Linked DNA regions of Gossypium hirsutum: region 2 is linked to region 1. Evidence: chromatin contacts called from public Hi-C data. All regions are on one chromosome and are shown on one strand. The core of a region is the stretch at or near the end of the contact, and the rest is flanking DNA. Distances in the headings are between cores, read along the strand shown.

Evidence for each region. Hi-C and Micro-C count contacts between places; a contact is called where the count stands out from the background.
Region 2: a contact with region 1 is called in a Hi-C map of leaf, with 2.4 times the contacts expected there. The contact joins the promoter of LOC107920922 here to the promoter of LOC107918136 in region 1. A contact is called at or near these places in 19 of 34 Hi-C or Micro-C datasets (anther, callus, cotyledon and 5 more).

The regions. Positions count from the first base shown.
Region 1 is chrA01:40,908,458-40,912,746 of Gossypium_hirsutum_v2.1, forward strand. LOC107918136 (probable galactinol--sucrose galactosyltransferase 2) reads left to right here and starts at 2,778. Exons shown (of 14, transcript XM_016847667.2): 1 at 2,778-3,008.
Region 2 is chrA01:40,752,895-40,757,259 of Gossypium_hirsutum_v2.1, forward strand. LOC107920922 (MADS-box protein AGL24-like) reads right to left here and starts at 2,919. Exons shown (of 7, transcript NM_001327183.1): 1 at 2,738-2,919. The coding sequence starts at 2,919.

The DNA of each region.
Region 1 (4,289 bases), core at 1,528-4,027:
TTCCACCATTATCATGAGCCACTAAAACCTATCTAGCCGAAAGTTGTCAATATTCCCCAAAAAGGGTTCTTGAGGCCTAGAATCCGTACTTAGCCTTCTCGCCAAGTATTCATCGTTTCTCCGCACTACGGGCTGACGCTTCCGTCCATGGCCCTTAAGAAGTAAGCTTTTCAGCATATGCAAAGGCGGCCGCTTTGTATGTTTTGGAAGGATTACACAGTCGGTTCGTTAACTTACTGCGTCAGAGGTTGGCAAGCCAAAGAGACAAAATGGCGTGGGATTCGCCATTGAGAAGCATTGATCTAACATAGATTACTAGCTAGAGTCAGGTTCCCTAAAAATCGTAAGTCTAATCTTTGGAGCTGGTGGTCGTAGGCGTCCTCTTCCACTATAACTGGCTTACTTGAGTTGAGAAGGGTTATTTAAAAGCTGAGGATTGAACCCAAGGCGGAATGAGACAACTGGAGGCTGGAATCTACCAATAAGAATTTCTTTTCCTTTAACTCTCTTTATTATTTTTATATATTCTCCATCTCAATTTCCGTCATTTATTTAATTTTGCAATTTCAATTTAATTTAAATACTATTTTTATTTTTCCAAATCGAAATTCTTAATTCTATTTTTTTAATTTTTTCAGGAACGCAAGTTTCTTGGCCAAGAAATTGTCTAAGATTTCAAGAAACGAGCATTCGTACAATCCGGTCCCTGAGGATTCGACCTTACTTCCCATTTACTGTTATTTTTATTATTTTACAGGGAATAGGATATTTTTGGTGCTCTCAACGACCGCATCAACAGTCTTCCTTAGTTGTAAATTTTTGGCCTACAAACAACTCCTCACATTCAAGATTTATGGCCAATCGGCAGGCAGGTAATATATCGGGGTACTCCGAAAACTTAAATGTATACGCCACATTAGGATTTACGGTCGACATGTGGGCCCTAGGATCATTGTGCATGACAATGCCTCAACTTGGGTTCCTGGTTGAAGAAGCGTAAATAGTTCTATCATCATTCATGCCTTCACCGTCGATATCATCCGGGACCTCGTCTAAATCGGGATCACTATAATCTTCAGCCTCTTAATCAGAAGGACTATTATTATCACGTCCATCTTCACCATTTGCATCGGTCTCAATTACTGGCGAATGTATTTGTAAACGGAGACCTGGGTTAAGGTTCTCAAACACATATGGAGAATTAATATTGATGTCAAACATGCATATAGTCGTTCGCCTATCAACGGACGTTCTCGGAACCTCCATACACGGATCTTTAAACTTCATGTTCTTCACTTAATGAAGTGAAATCTTCACTTGGCTCTACATCAGCTAACTTAGCAAACAACTGAACCAATTCAGTGTGGCCACTCTGATTCTGGTAATAAAGTGCGACTATTGTCTCTATGTCTTCATTGTCTATAAATCCCATCAGTCTACAAATTCCATCTCGGTGAATTTGATGGGATTTGTCGAAACTGGGACTTTGTAGAATAGTTTCGAGATTCTCTTCCCACAATGTTTAATAATTTTTGAACTGATCCTTTCTTTCATATTATCAATCGACACATTTTTATTAAATCTCATAGCTATTTGTTGGTGAAATTCAAATATAAAACCAAATGTTGTTAAAATTACTCTATCGAAATAAACGCAAATTGATTATCCATCTTCAATATAAATATGTAAAAATATTTAAACATAATTAAATTTCTCAATATTTTTTTCAAAAACAAAACAAGATTCTACTATAAAAAATATAATAACAAAAATTAATCACTGTACAAACCTTACAAATCTTTCTGACTTCTCTTCTTTGTTTTCTCCTCTTCTACAAAAAAAATTTCCTTGTCTTTCTTCTTATTTGTTAGCTGCTACAACCATTCAACCAAACACAAAAAACACTAAAACAATTCAACAAATCAAAACACAAAAATTTTTACAACGCTTCATACAAATTACTATAACCGTTCAACTCAAATATATAAGGGTTTCGTGCCGCTTGACAACCTTCCTCCCCCAACTGGTGCCGGCTGTCACATGCCCTCCAAGCTTGGTGCCGCCAGTTTAGTACCCTTCACCCCTTTTTACCCGTATTTTGTTCAATAGTTTTTTCTGTATACTAATGTTGCCGTAGAACGTCTCTTCACAATTAAAAAATTATTTTTTAAAACATATCATGAGCTAAAGATGAATGTATTATAATTGAGCAGAAAAAAAGGGCGATGCTGCCACCCCTTTCAGTCCACCTCTTAGCATTGTTAATTTCACCCATTTTGGTAAATAATGTCACTGAGATATTATTTTAGTATTTAATTAGTTTTTAGTATTATCAAGGTAACCATTACTAGCATTAAATAAATAAATTATCCTTTGAATGATTGAATTGCTTAGTAAATTGAAAAAAAAATAGAAATAAATTAAAATATTAACAAAAACAAGTAACATACGGATCCACAAATATTCAGATTCATGTTTTAATAGAAATTACAAGCCCCTTTCATTTCCACCGCTGTTTAAATTTACAATTCAGAGATGCCTTCTGTCACTCAGTCACGGATTGCTCAGCAACAGTAAGCAATAAACCCTAACCCAAAATATCTAATATGTTTATTATTATTTTATTCATTAAAAAAAATTGTAGAACAAAAACAAAACGTTTCTAAAAGAATAGCAATAATAGAATATAAAATTCCACGTGGCAGTACACCAATGATCCCGTAATAGAAGTTGCTCGATATTTAACCCCCAGAAATTGTGGCTATAAAAACCCAGCTTCTTCACCCTCATTACTCGCATCCGTTGTCTGAAAGAGGAAAACAAAGCCATTTTTAGTGGTTTCGCTCTCTCTCCCTCTCTCTAGAGAAGAGGCATTCCCTTTGTCGGAGTGCGCTTCTGCTGAGTGTTTCTTTCGTTTTCTTTTGTTTTAAGTTTTGGAGTCAAGAGTGTTTCAAGCTTCTTAGTCCTATTGGCTGCTTAACGACCTAAGCTAGCCCCGCCGGATATAGGTGAGTTCATTTTGGGGTTCTCAGCCGTCAACTGTGAAATTAAATAGTGGTTTATGGTGGATTCTCTTTTTAGAGTAACATTTGTTTCCCTTTTGGATGACTTGTTGTTGGTTCCCTGGTGATGATGAAATGGGACGTGATTTGGATTTGGATTTTGGAGTTTCTATGATCTAAAATCTTTTGGAACTTTTTGTTTGTTAAATTTGAAAGTTTTATGGATTTGTTATTTAAATTGTATTTTACTTTATTTCATTTTTTTTAAGTCCTGTTTTTCCTCTCTGCGATTTGTTTCTGGTTTCGTGGTGATCATGATCATGAAATGAGACGTGCTTTGGAGTTTTTATGATCTGATTTTTTTTTAAATTTCCTGTTTGTTAATTCTGAGATTTTGATCGATTTATAAAGCTTCTGCTTTCCATGACTATGGATTATGGTATGGAGTAGATCTGCGCTTGACGAAGAACGTAATTATAACAATAAAATCTTATTTACGTAAGAGTTAAGATCACGACGATAAATCCCTCGAATTACATGGTTATGAATTATGATTTTGCTCTTACGGTGACAGATAATTTTTTTTAATAAATATCTGTTTAATTGAAAATTCATCGTCGTTTAAAATTTTGCCAACTTTTTATAATCCTCTGTTTAACTAAAAGAAGTTCGTGTTTTCTTTTTCACGTTTTTTCTTCTGCTGTATTAATCGTGAAGGTCTTTTAGATTATTGGACCTGCTTTTCTCGTGTATCCGTCCAAACTTGCTCTAACTCTAAGCATACACTTTTTCTTTTCTTTTCTTTTTTTCTTAGAAAAAAAAAATTTCTGAAAGTGAAAAATTAAGAATTTATTTATTTTTCTAATAAAAAGAGGAGCTTTGTTTATAGTCTGAACAGATCATTGTGGTCCGCCGGCGGCCTTCTCTTTTTCATATTTATTTTTTTCCGTTGATGATCTTCAAGTAAACCATCTGAAAGTTACTTGATTATAAAAGATAGTTCGTATATTCCTTCAAAAAAAAAAAAAACCAAAAAGTAGCTTACAATCCCAATTTAGCGACGAACTGTAGCTTAAATCACGGTAAATAAATAAATTTGAACAGTTGCTCTCTTTTTTCATTCATACCTTGACCATTCCAGATTTTTCTTCATGGACATAATATTTTATCCCAATAAACAAAAAAAAAAAACAGAGCTGGTTTTCTGTCTCGATAAATTAAAAATGCTTTTTAATATTTTACACAATTTTTTCTTTTTCAGAAATTTTTTTTCGTTCTTTATAAGTT
Region 2 (4,365 bases), core at 1,669-4,168, 160 kb before region 1:
GTGATGAGATTTTATAGCTCATTGTCTCACTAGCACTATGCTAGCTTTGTAACCTTTTTGGTTCTTAAAAAATTTATTGGCTTAGCAAAAAAATAAATATGAAATAAACAACGGGCCAAAAAAAAAATTAAAACAAGGAACGGTTTAAAATTATTTCTTCAGCAAAACTTCCTGTGAGGAATTCACCAGAAATGAAAAGAGTTTAAGGTAAAAGATGCCTGCTATTACTACTGCGAGCGGTAACATTGAACTCCAATTGGCAATCAGAGTCCAAAGCATACAGGAAATCCATAGATGCTTGCGGCAAAGCCTAAACATTTACTGCTACTATCGATGAGCCAACTAGCTTCTTCTTCTTTTCTCAATAAATAAGGGATTTTTTTTAATACAAGGAACCAGAAAGTTTCCCCAAAATCAAAGTTCTTTCCTTTATATGACATGATAATATATGACCAAAAGGAGCGAGCAACAACAGGGTCCATGAGCATGAAGCAGCACAAATACATGAAAAGATCTAGCAGAGAGTAAAAGTAAGCTACTGAGGAGTTAGATTGTATTTTGCACCTTTTATTTAAAAAATAATAAATTAATTTTTATATGTTAAATTAAAAAATTAATTAATCTTTAATATTAAAAATCTTAACCATTTCTACCATTAGATACTGACATGACGAATAAAATAACCAAACAATTATATATGAATTAATTTACTTTTTTAATAAAATAAATAAATTATAATCTAACTTCTAATATAAAGTTCTTCAGTCTTTTTATTTGTAACAGGTGTGTAAAAATACAAAACAAAACATAATTGAACCGCAACAGAAGTGAATACAAAACACAGCAGAACAAACAAGAAAGCAACTAGCTATTTAGTAATAGAAAAAATTAGTTCATATTGGATCTCAAACATGAATCCATTTTGTACATTTAACATTCAAACTCGAATGTTAAAAGAATGATTCCGGCATGTATTTATGCTCGAATGTTACGTTCAATTTCTATTTAAGTTTTTCCATTTTGAGATTTTCAAAAATTAAACTCTTTACTTTAAAACTGAAATAAAAGAAAAAGCAATAAACTATTATGCACCTATTTATAGGAAAGGGAAAGAGTTTTTTGTTTATTTTGAAGATATTTTATTTTTTATAAGAGTTATTATTAATTTTTTTTAATTTTAAATTTAAATTTGTACTAATTATTGTTTTTAAATTTAACTATTGTAATATATGTAATAAATACTTTTTTACTTATCTTATTATAATATACTAATAACCAAAAGAAGCATTAGTATATAATATTCACTTAAAAGGAACAGAGATAGATAACTAAATACTCTTTAATTAATATTCTAAACCCATAAATTCAAAAATGAAGTTTTCAATATTCAAAAAATAAATTGAGTACTCAAATATGCAATATTAACAAACAAGTGTATTTTCTTTTCGGCCAAGTCAAATAATTTATTGAAAACCAAAAGATTTCAGTACTAGCTACAACCTATTAAAGCAAAACATAGCATTTTGCAAGCTCTAATATCAACATTATCTAAAAGAAAAGTCTCAACTAAAACCCATTCCAGCCCCACTAAAAATACACAAGAAGGGCAACCAAAAATTAGCATTTTCAAGATTTGTCCCCTGAACTGATATCATTAGACTTTTACGAACTCAACCTTTTTTAGACATTAACCGGATAAATGGGTTCTTATTTGTAGAATTTATTCGCAATATAAGCTTTAAACATTGTCAACTAACTTTTAGTCTTAGTTAAGGTCTAAAGTTTAAGCTTGGACACTTAAGTTCCTCCCCGATTTAATATATAATTTCGCGATAGAACTGGATTTTGGAAAATATATAGAATATTCTGTAAGTAATGCAAGAAACTAGACCTAATGCAAAAACTTGTATGCTTGCTTACCAATATATGCTCTTTGCATAACATTGATTAGAAACAGTTTGGAAAATGAGTCGGGATACATTGAAATCAAAGGTAAGATCTGATAACATATGAGGATTAATATATTGTAAAACATCCAACGCAACTAACTTTGGGAGATTAAACCTCACCCCCATATTTTAATATATATTGAAACGAATATTTAATAAAAAAATAAACATAAAAATCCAAACAAAATATAAATATAATATAATAATAAGAAGTTTGTGGGTAAATTTAAAATGGATATAATCTTTAGCTAAATGTGCCGGTAAAGATTCTCAACATATACCATGGAAAAACAAAGATCTCATACCCCAATAAATCAGTAACCGAAGGGCATAGGAAGATCAAATGCAGAATGCCCAAATTTATCCAACACTTATGAACTAAAACCAATCGATTAATGAATAAAGCCAGGAAAAATTAAATCAAAAAGACATCGAGAATTTTTTTAATTATAAAAAGAAATATTGGTATCTTTTTAGAGAGAGAGTGTGTGTGGCTATTTTATGCAAAAGATATCAGTATAGTAGTATAGCCTCCACGATCTATGGAATCTGAACAAAAACAAATATCATGTTACCAGGTTTGTTTAAGACTTAGCTTTTTTTTTTATTCTTTTTCATTAAAGGCTTAATTTTTGTTTTGGAAGATCTGTCACAGGATCTAAACCGGACATGGCAACGGAAGCTTACTACAAGTTCCCTTTGCTCTCTCTCCATCTATAACTATGATATAAGTAGACAGAAAGTAAAAGAAGAGAAAGAGTATTATTGGAAGTTGATGGAAAATATACCTGGAGGTAGCAAACTCAAAGAGCTTTCCAGTAGCTGAGAAAATAATGAGAGCAAACTCAGCGTCACAAAGAACTGAAAGCTCTTCAGCTTTCTTGAAAAGCCCTCGCCTTCTTTTAGAGAAAGTCACTTGCCTAGCCGTCAAGTTGTCTATCTTCTTGATCTTGATCTTCTCCCTCGCCATTTCTACCTTAAAAATAACAATATAAAAAAACTCCTCTCAGAGGAAAAAAAAATAGTAACAATAATACATAAAATGACTTAAAAACAAGAGGGAAAAAGTGAGTTTTCTTGACTTTTTGTGCCAAGTTCATTTGAGGAAATTTTAAGCTGAAGCCCTAGCGAAAGACCCCATGTTTCAGATCCAGGTTTCTAAAAGAAGAAAGAAACTGACAGAACTAAAAACTCAGACATAAAAGGAGTCGGATTGGTGGGTTTACTTTCATTAAATTTACCTTATTGAGATATATTTGTTCAGGAGCTGGAGTTAGGTCTGGTGACAGGAATCAAAAGCCTCCCAAATACAGAGGTTTAAACTGAAAAACCATAAAAGAGAGAGAAAAAAGAAAGGCAAAAGCCCTTCGGTTTGGGACTGTTACCTGACTCAAGAAAGGAAAGGTCTCCTCTTCAGACCTTGCTTTTTAGAACTACATATAAAGAGAAGCTTTCTATATTTTATCTTCAGTCTTCGGACATTTTGTTTTTGGAAATTAAGTCTCACTCCGTTTTATTTTCCTTTTTGTATGCAGAGAAAGGAATAGCCAAAATCAGCTCTGATCACCAATAATAGCAGATTTGATCAAACCAAACAAAGTGACTACATTTAACTCCTTTTCTTTATTCTATTTCACTTTTTTTTCTAATAAAATAATCCTTATTTTGGGGATTTTTTTGTGGACGAGGGCTTTCCGTACAATGGAGACTGTCATTGGCCAAAAACCCAAGATATTAACCCCACTTTTACTTTGGCTTCCCCTCTACGGCCACATCATCGCGTCACTTCCATCAATCAACCGACCGCGATAGCTCCAGAATTCCTTTCTTTCTTTATCACTTCCTACTTTCCAATTATGATTTTTCTCTTATATTTGTATATCACCCCCTACCTCCCTTTCTGGGTAATTTAGTGAAAAACGCCATTTCTAAAATTATTTATAAAAATAGATTAATTTTTTAATTATTTATTAGAAATGTTAAAATTTTTTAAAAGGACGTCTACGTTAGCACAAAGTCAAGAGATATGTCAGCAAAACGTATTCTTAAGAAAGCGTTTTGTCCACGTCAGCACAAAGTACTTCCTTGAAGGCGCGTTTTATGCTGACGTAGATAAAATACTCCCCTAAGAACGCGTTTTGCCCTGTTCCAATGGTCACTTAACTGTTTGACCTCCAACGATCAAAAAAATATATATAAAAGGTCCCCTTTCATTTTTTCACCCAAAAGTCCTCTCATAATTTTTTCTAAATTTTCTCCAAATTCTCTCAAATTTTTATCATATTTTTTCAAAACTCTATTTAATTTTTGCAAAAAAGCTCTATTTAAAATTTTTTTAATTAATTTTTTTAATTAAAAAATATTTTATCGTGTTAGTAATGGCCGGAGAATTAATTCATCTCGATAATAAATACAT